Regions from separate parts of the Sus scrofa genome. Here all the other regions are linked to region 2. A link is a contact called in public Hi-C data. All regions are on one chromosome and are shown on one strand. The core of a region is the stretch at or near the end of the contact, and the rest is flanking DNA. Distances in the headings are between cores, read along the strand shown. Region 1 overlaps OSR1 (protein odd-skipped-related 1). Region 2 overlaps LOC106509892 (a long non-coding RNA gene). Region 3 overlaps OSR1 (protein odd-skipped-related 1).

Region 1 (2,700 bases), core at 184-2,683, 540 kb after region 2:
GCGCCCAGCCCCTCGTTCGCAGTGGGTCCTGGGACAAGCCAGGAAGGTTTTTGCGGGCAAGATCGGGCCCCGCATAGGGGCCGCGGCGGAGAGTTACTCCGGGTTGTGGGCAGGGTACAGTGAAGGGCCCCGGGCCGCCCCTCCAGGCCTGTCCAGCAGGGGGCAGCGTGGCTCCGAATGCTGCACTTCCAAGCCGTCCCGGCCAAGGCCACAGAGATAAACCGGGTTCTGGAACCGCAGAGTTCAAGCCCGCCGAGGGCGAGGAGGCATCCCCAGAGGAGGTGGGAACGGGCAGCGAAAGGCTAGAGCACTTTAACTTCCACAGCCCTAGCCGCCCTCTTTCTCAAACCAGAGGGCCCTGCCTGAGGCTGGGACTGGGGGTCGCCGTTGCAAGAAAGCTCGGCGCAGCGGTCTCCGCAGCCGCCGAGTGCCGAGCACAGAGGCTGCGCTCGGCTCGGGAAAGGCCGCGGGCGCCACCGCCTGCGCCGCCGCGCGGTCAGGATGCTGGAGCTGGGGGAGCCCCGCCCCGCCCCAAGCAGGAGAGCCCCCGGCGGCCTGGCCTCTAATTGTGGGAAAACTAGGCGCCCCAGGGATGGTTCAACTCGTGGAGGGCGGACTCAGATTTCTCCTCCTAAACTCTCCGGGCCTCCCAGGGTGCCCGCTCCCGCCCCCGCCATTCCTGACAAGGCTTTTAAAACTGCAGGGAATCTTCGCGGGCGTGGAGCCGGGCTCTGGGCTGGGGACAAGCCCAGCCAGAGAACTGTGTCAGGGGCATCGTAAAGGCGGGAGGGATGTAGGTTTGGGGCTTTGCAGAGGCAGCTGCCTATTGGGGCCCAGGGGTCTGAACCCGTCGGAGGCTGTCCGTGAGGGCCCTTCCTTCCCTCCCCGAAGTAGAATCAAGAGGCCATAGGGAGACTTTTGGTCGGCAAGGTGGGTGACATTCTGTCCCTTAGTGGACCCTAAGCGACCCCTGCACCTGGTTGAGATTTCCCAGGGCTGGAGTAGCGGCTTCTTTGTAAACTCAGAAGCTTTTGATGGGGAGATTCGAAGTGGGGAGACTGAGACCCTAAAACCGAAGTGGGGGAGAAAAGTAAAGTAAACTCGGGTGGGGTCCGAGGTAGGCCAACACCGGGAGGGAGGAGAGCTTCTGCACCCACGCCAAACCGCCGACCCCCAAAAGGGGAAGGTTCTGGAAGTGGGACAGATTGGGATGGGCAGCGAAACCCCGCTCGCCTCAAAGAAAGGGACCGCCAGTTTTCTGCGTTGGGGAGGGAAATTACCCATCCTGCAATGCCTGTAAAATAGCCGTTTATTTAATATTTTTTAAAAACTCCAGTGATAAATGTCCGTTACCGATGGTCAGCATAAAGTGCCAATCGCAATCCATCGCCCTGCTCCTGGCCCGCTGCTCGCTCGAGGTGACGGGGCGGCGGAACAGGGGAGCCGGAAGCCCGGCCCCTCCAGCCCCAGGGCCCCAGGCTCCCTCCCCGCCCTCCGAGTCCAGGAGCCCACCGCCCGCTGCGCGGCGGGAGCTGGGAGGGCGCTCCCCGGCCCCGGGATCCCGGGGCCGGCCGCCGAAGCAGATACAGGGATTACACTTTTGCAGGCTCCCGGGGGTGGGGAGGGGGGCGGGAGGAGGGGTTGGAAGCTGCGAGAGCACAGAACTTCCTTCCCACTCCCCTCGCTCTCCGCCGTCAGAGTTACAAGCTTATATGGTCAAAGAAAAAAAATAATAAAGAAAACGTATAAAATAACAATAGAAAAAGTAATACTTCTGGGAGAGGCGCCGCTGCGGCTCCGCGAAGCTTTCGTTCTTTTTTAAATGCAGTTTCCCTTCCGCCACGTGAGTACCGCCTTTTGGCCAAGAGTTTAGCCGCGTCCTGGGGGAGCCGCCCGGGCGGCCGGGGTCACGGCCCGGGGCGAGGCTCTGGAGTTCCGCGTGCGCCGGGGACCCAGGGGACACGTTTGGGACGGGGAAGGTCCAGGGAGCCCCTCCCGCTGCCCGCCAGAGTCGCCTTCGGCTTCTGTCCCTTTGGAGGAGGGGGTGGCTAGACCCAGGGTCCTGGTGCCCTGGAGGCTCTATTTAGCATTTGATCTTGGAGGTTTTGAGCTCCTTCACCTGTGAGTGTAGCGTCTTGTGGACAGCGAGAGTCCTGGACTGGCAGAATCCTTTCCCGCACTCTTGACACTTGAAAGGCTTCTCTTTGGAGTGAATATATCTAAGGGCAAAAACAGACAGAGTTAATCCTTGCAAAATGATGCAATGGTATAAACAGTTATCCAAGATCCCTTCCCACTGCAGTGAGGCGCTTGCCCTCAAAAGGAAGGAGCTTGTGGGTTCCTAGTGTGCAGCTGGCAAACGCTGAGTTTGAGGCTGCAGTAAAGAGGTGAGGGAGACACTGGGGCACCATCTGATCCATCTGAACCCAACGCAGGTCTAGCTCAGCTGAGGTACCACCTTCCCAACCAGGGGCCAGCCCCTGCCTCTTTACAAGGCCTGAGTCAATGCTGAAGGTCAGGGAGGGGACCTGAGTGGCAAACCTGCTGGGGCTGTGCTGTCCAAGAGGAGAGCCCCCAGCCACAGGTGGTTATTAAAATTAAAATTCAGCAAAGCCAAAAAGTCACTTTCTCAGTCACACTAGTTGCTCATTTCAAATGCTCAACAATCACATGTCACACACGTCCATCAGCACAGAAACG
Region 2 (2,829 bases), core at 225-2,724:
AGATTTGTAACACTTTCACGTGGTGGTATAGAAGATGCTTCTGAAGTACCCCAAGGCTTAGCACAGAATTGACACCCTGTACAGATTGTTGGTTAGGTATTTAATTGACCCTGTCATTGAAAGGAATGCATGGCCAGCAGTGAAATATAACTCAGTGTGTACTGGACTGTTTAACAAGTTTTCTATGTCTCCTGTTACCTTCAGACTGAAGTCTAAACTCCTCAGCTTTGCAGACTTTAGAATACTTCTCCATTTTCTTCTTCTTTTACTTGTCCACATAGATCTTAAGCGACTAAAAACCATGAAGTTCTTGGTCCTGGTTCTAACACGCTCTGTCAAACTCCGAAGAATATAAAATTTCATTTTAGTTGTTGAGGATTCTCTTTCTACCTTTTCTGCCTGGTCAGCATATAACCATCCTTCCTTACCTAACTTACTCATCACCTTCTCTAGGACGCCCTCCCTAAACAACTCTGGCAAACATTAGTTCTCTAACAGCACTTGGCATACATAGGAAATACAGCACTTGTTCACCTGTATTTTAATACTTGGTTGACTCTTGTCTCCCCTGTAAGATTTTGAGTTCTCTGAGATTTAAGACCCTTATCTCTAGCGATTAACACAGTGCCTGCTGAAAATACTTTTTAACTAATTAATGAAATGATAAGAGACTTCCCCTGCCTGAATATCATTCTGTTTTACATGTGTGTTGAAAAGTATCCCCGAAATGATCTCTACAGAATCAGTACAGTTACAACTCTACATTTTGAGTTGCTACAAAGCAGTGCGATTTTTTTTGTTGTTGTTCCTTGTCCACATTTGTCACTGACAGGAAGGGGGCGCCATTTGACAGCTTGTGGAGAAAGAAAATCGGCTTTTGTAACTGTTCTTTTATAGAAGGAGATGGTAGTATGATTCTAGATGAAGTTGAAATATATTTCATATTCCTCTCAGAGATGTCAATCTACTTAAACTTGACCTTCGAATTGAGCATAAGGCAAAGATCCCTTATCTAAGCTCCATTGTAAATGTGTTACAAAATCTGGGTGGATTTCTAAAAGATAACAATGTCGATAAGGAAAAAGAATAATGGTTAATAACTCCTTGTGTTATTAAATATAGTAATGCACATTATGCATGTGAATGTGTATAGGTATATGTTTGAGTACCACATGTGGAATTGAGGTGTTTCTTTGAAATAAGATTGATACCAAAGTGTATTTTTTAATGCCTCTTTCTATTCAGGATAAGCGGCAAGAGCAGAAAAAGCATTTCTCTTTCTTGTGTCACCAACAATAGCTGCTTTGTATTAAGGTTATGCCCCCCTTTCAGGGGACCTTGTGCCTGAAACAATGCAGACCCCAGAGTCCATGGAGGTCCCTTAGGACCCCAGTAGCTCTTAGATCCCAATGATCAGAATGCTAAAGCTGTCTTGTTATAGGAGGGATAGTCTTGGTAGAAGCCTCTCTGTGCGACCTGCCTGTTTCAAGCTAAGTTGCTTTAACTGCTCAGGCCCAGCCCCACAAAGCATAAATAGAGCTTGTTATTGTAAGAGGCAACCTCAAGCCACTCTGTAGTGCAGTTACATAAATAAGATGAGGACCGGCTTGGAAGGGGTGTAAATCTCTGGCTAAAATGAGAGAAGAGGGAGCCATTCGCTTTAAACACAGTTAACATGCTGACTGAGTTTCCAAATAAACTTTAATCTCTTATGACTGATTGCTAGTAATGGTTATAAAAATGAGTGTGAGAATGTGGCCAAAGAAGACGTGACCACACCTTTCCAGATTCTTCAAGGCTATCTTCATGGGCATTTTCCTGGGAGCAAGGCAGAGGCAGCTCTGGGTCCTGAGTGTAATTCAGCTCTTTCTAGACCCAAAGGGGGAACATTCCCCATCATATGGCTTCTCTTATAGCATCTCTTCCCCTTTTTGCCAGTCACAGAACCCACAGCTGAACACGATAGGTGTTCCCAGAAGACAGGTTTTTAGTCAGCCTTTTCCTGCTGCATAAGGGATGCAAAGCCATCCTGCCTTTGCCTCCGGTGTACTGCACAGGAAATCTCCAGGAAGTCAAAAGAAAATGGCTCATGTCTGAGTCCTTGCCTTGTGGGTAGTGCAACAGGAATTAGACCACTTGCATTGCCTGCACTTCTGGAACATTGTGTGAGGCAGAAAATGTTGCTAGGAGATTATAGTTGTCAGTTCTCTTATAAGAGTGACGAAGGCAGCATTTCTTTGAGGTTCTATCTTCATCTGGCTTTCTGGTTTGTTTTCACTTGAGTTAGAATTGTATTTTTCTTTAAGAACGGTCTATTCTGCTGCCAATATACACAATGCAAAATGGCAGAAATATGTTTTGTATTTGAGCTTATTTGATTTTTTTCGCTCATAATTAAACTAAACTTTTCTGCTTTAGGTTAGACCTTTACAGTAAAGATCAATGATTATGAAGTACTGCTTTTCTCCCACCTTTTTTTTTTTTTTTTTTAAGACTCTGCACATCTTAAAGTAGTTTTCAGCACTTTCAAAGAATTTGGTTCAGTTTATTTTGGGATGACTTGTATTTTTCCTCCCTCTATAATAGATAGATTTTTTTCTTTCCCCCCTCCCTTTTTGTAAGTCATATTACTAATCAAAGAAACCTCTTTTGGACAAACAAACAAAAAGCCTGTGATAATTGAAATATAAGTAGCCAGCGATGGTGTCCGGGGAAATATTTATAAATATGATACAGATTTACTCTGACACCCTCAAATGCTGGTCATCTTAGGGCACAGTAAAGAATTATGACTCAATGAACTGCATGCTGACATATAACTAAATAAGT
Region 3 (2,723 bases), core at 77-2,576, 910 kb after region 2:
GGAGCTGGCGTGGGAGCAAAGCCATGCGCTCAGCCTGGGACAAGCTCCGTGTCAGTGCCTGCAGGACCGCCTGCCACGCACTGGAGGCCGGAGGCAGTGGCTCCTGTGGGCTGTAGCTCCGGCTGCGAGCTGGAGATTGGGTGGGAAAGAGGCGGTGGGTCTGGGGCTTGAGACCCTGAGCTTAGGGACTGGCTGTGCGGGGAGTGGTGAGCTGTGCCACCAAGGACCAGGGGTTCAAGGGCAGGTAAACTGTCCTGTGGTGCTGTGTGTGCCACAGGGGTGGGGAGCACAGGGGTGGAACTGAATGCCCTGGGGCTGCAGGGCTGTGAACTGCGGGCATGGGCTGGGCAGATCTGAGGCTGCGAGGCAGAGGGCAAAGAGTTGCGGGGCTGTGGGATTGTGCGCTGGGACCTTCGGCTTGGGCAGCCCAAGGACCATCCACAGTCCTGGAGGAGCCCCCTCTTTCCGCCAGGGTGGAAACTGTATCTTTGGGTCACCTGGGTAAACCCACAGGAGGCCTCCTGCTGGACGCTACCTGGGAGCGGGGACAGATGGACCTGCGGCCCACGAACTCAGGCAGCGGCAGAAGCCACCGGGCAGGGGCCTGGTGACCCCCGCAGGTGGCCAGGGAAGGCGGCTGGGCTCCTCCCCACCTCATCCCCAGTCCATGGGAGGGGGGCACAAGAATGTTGTTCTCCAAAGCCACGGGGACACTGCCTGTCAGTCCATGTAATTGAGTATTACAGTATTTAAATTACAAATTGAAGATTATTTTTACAGGTGTCATTTTAAATATAACACGAAATTTCTTGACATTACATCAGCCCCACCGCACAAACAGCTGCTCCGGGCCTGCCTGCATGTGTGAGGCACATGGCTGAGACTGGCAACGCCGGGAGAGAGAGAGTTTGTGCGTGTGTGTGTGTGTGTGTGTGTGTGTGTGTGTGTGTGTGTATGTGAAGTGGATATGAGAGTCCACGTGACTATGAGCAAGCGTGTGCGAGAGCCTGTGTGACTACGAGTGTAGCTGTGTGTGGTTAGGAACCTGTACGTGGGTGTGTAGTTGGTGCCTTCTGAGTGTGAGCGGCTGTGAACACGTGGGTCTGTGTGTGTCCGTGTGAATGAAGAAGTGGTGTGGCGGGGGAGAGGGCGGGGAGAGAACGCACGCATGCGCACTGCGGGATGCTCAGCCCCCCGCCCCGCGGCCACCCCCGGCACAGGTGACAGCCCAGAGCCTGGCCAATCTCTGTCTCCCTCTAGAGCTACCAAGAATTCTAGGGAGTAGACAAGCTCCACTCCTCGGGCGCGGAGGGGCTGCAGAGGCGCCCAAGGTGGTGCTGCAGTGCCCCCCAGTGGACACTGCCCCCACCCCATCCCCGGCTAGACCCACCAGCCCATGGTGCCCTCCCTTTGCCAGGTGACCCCCGCCCCCACTCCTCGCCCCGCCCCCGCCTCGAGTGGGCCAGGATGAGCCCGCCCTGAGGCTCCCGCGGCCCCAGAGGCAAAGATTTAGCTGAGCCTTGGTCCTGCCTCACATTCTCCAGCTGGGGCTCTCAGCCCTTCCGCCTGCAGGCCACGCACGGCCCCAATGTACCCGTCCCCTTTTCTCCCTAGCCATGCCCCCACGTCCAGGATCCACACCAGCAAGTTTCCCCTGAGTCCTCGAGCAAGGGGAGCCCCCCTCCCCAAGGCCTTTTCTCAAGGCACTTACAGGCTCTCCCCACTGGGCACAGCACAGGCAGGATGAAGCCGAGACGCTTTACAAAGTAGAAACTGCTCATTGGCTCTTAAGGAAACCAGCAGAGGTCTTGGGAGAGAGAGAAGGAGACCCAGGACCGATTTCCACCCGGTGCTCATCTACACAGCAGGGCGCTCCGCTCCTTCAGAGTGCACCACTCACATCCAGCAACTGTTCCCGGAGGCTATTCTCAGGGTGGGCAGGACGGAGCTCTCAGGAAGAGCCTGAAACCTCACGAAAGAAAAACGCCCTGGACTCCCACATTACACGGTGTTATTTGTGGCATCAGCAAGCACCCACTGGTCATCTGGCTGCTGGTGACCGGCAGCACGAAGCACCGTCCAGCCATGCGCAGGCACTGGCCCAGCCTCAGCCGGTCTCCCAAGCCAGAGGGGGCTGTGGTTGTAATGTCCCAAGGGGTGGAAAAGCAGGGCCACCCAACCACAGGGAGCAGGAGAACCCTGCGACAGCCACTGTGCCCAGACTGCCCTCTGAGAATCACCAGCTACATTTGTACAGATGGTCCCTCCTTAACAATGGTTGGATTTTTCCAGGCAGCCGGCAATCGCGAGGGTAAACAATCCTTCTGTACCCATACAACCATTTTGCTTCTCACTTTCAGCACAGTACTCAGTAAGTCACTTTGATGAGATCTTCAACACTTTATTACAAAGTTTTGATTTTGTTCAACTGGAGGCTCATGTAAGCGTTCTGAGCACGCGTAAGCTATGCTCTTTGGTGGGTTAGTGTATTAAACGCATCTTTGAGATTTATGATGCTTTCGACTATGATGTGTTTATCAGGACGTGACTCCATCATAAGTCAGGGAAGATCTATACTAGTCCTAAGCTGGGGACCCTCTGGACTCACTCCCAGAAGCTGACGCAGCCAGGTCTGAAGGCTTACTCCACCCGGAAGCCCAGACTTCTCCCTGCCCTGCCCCCTTCTCCCCAGCTCAGCTGGCACTGCTCCATTCCAACATCAA

Evidence for each region. A called contact is a pair of places that touch in the nucleus more often than the background predicts.
Region 1: a Hi-C map of omental adipose tissue shows a contact between it and region 2, with 2.2 times the contacts expected there. A contact is called at or near these places in 1 of 5 promoter capture datasets (liver), 28 of 47 Hi-C or Micro-C datasets (adipocytes, adipose tissue, alveolar macrophages and 16 more) and 1 of 2 datasets of targeted methods (skeletal muscle).
Region 3: a Hi-C map of omental adipose tissue shows a contact between it and region 2, with 2.2 times the contacts expected there. A contact is called at or near these places in 7 of 47 Hi-C or Micro-C datasets (embryonic fibroblasts, fetal heart ventricle, fetal skeletal muscle and 4 more).

Annotation. Positions count from the first base shown.
Region 1 is chr3:118,763,699-118,766,398 of Sscrofa11.1, reverse strand. It overlaps OSR1 (protein odd-skipped-related 1), which reads right to left. Exons shown (of 7, transcript XM_021087818.1): 7 at 1,292-2,219. The coding sequence ends at 2,084. Among named protein-coding and RNA genes, the nearest start is that of OSR1, 400 kb to the right of the region's middle.
Region 2 is chr3:119,299,471-119,302,299 of Sscrofa11.1, reverse strand. The region is part of intron 3 of LOC106509892 (a long non-coding RNA gene); the gene reads left to right. Among named protein-coding and RNA genes, the nearest start is that of RDH14, 150 kb to the left of the region's middle.
Region 3 is chr3:118,393,519-118,396,241 of Sscrofa11.1, reverse strand. The region is part of intron 2 of OSR1 (protein odd-skipped-related 1); the gene reads right to left. Among named protein-coding and RNA genes, the nearest start is that of OSR1, 26 kb to the right of the region's middle.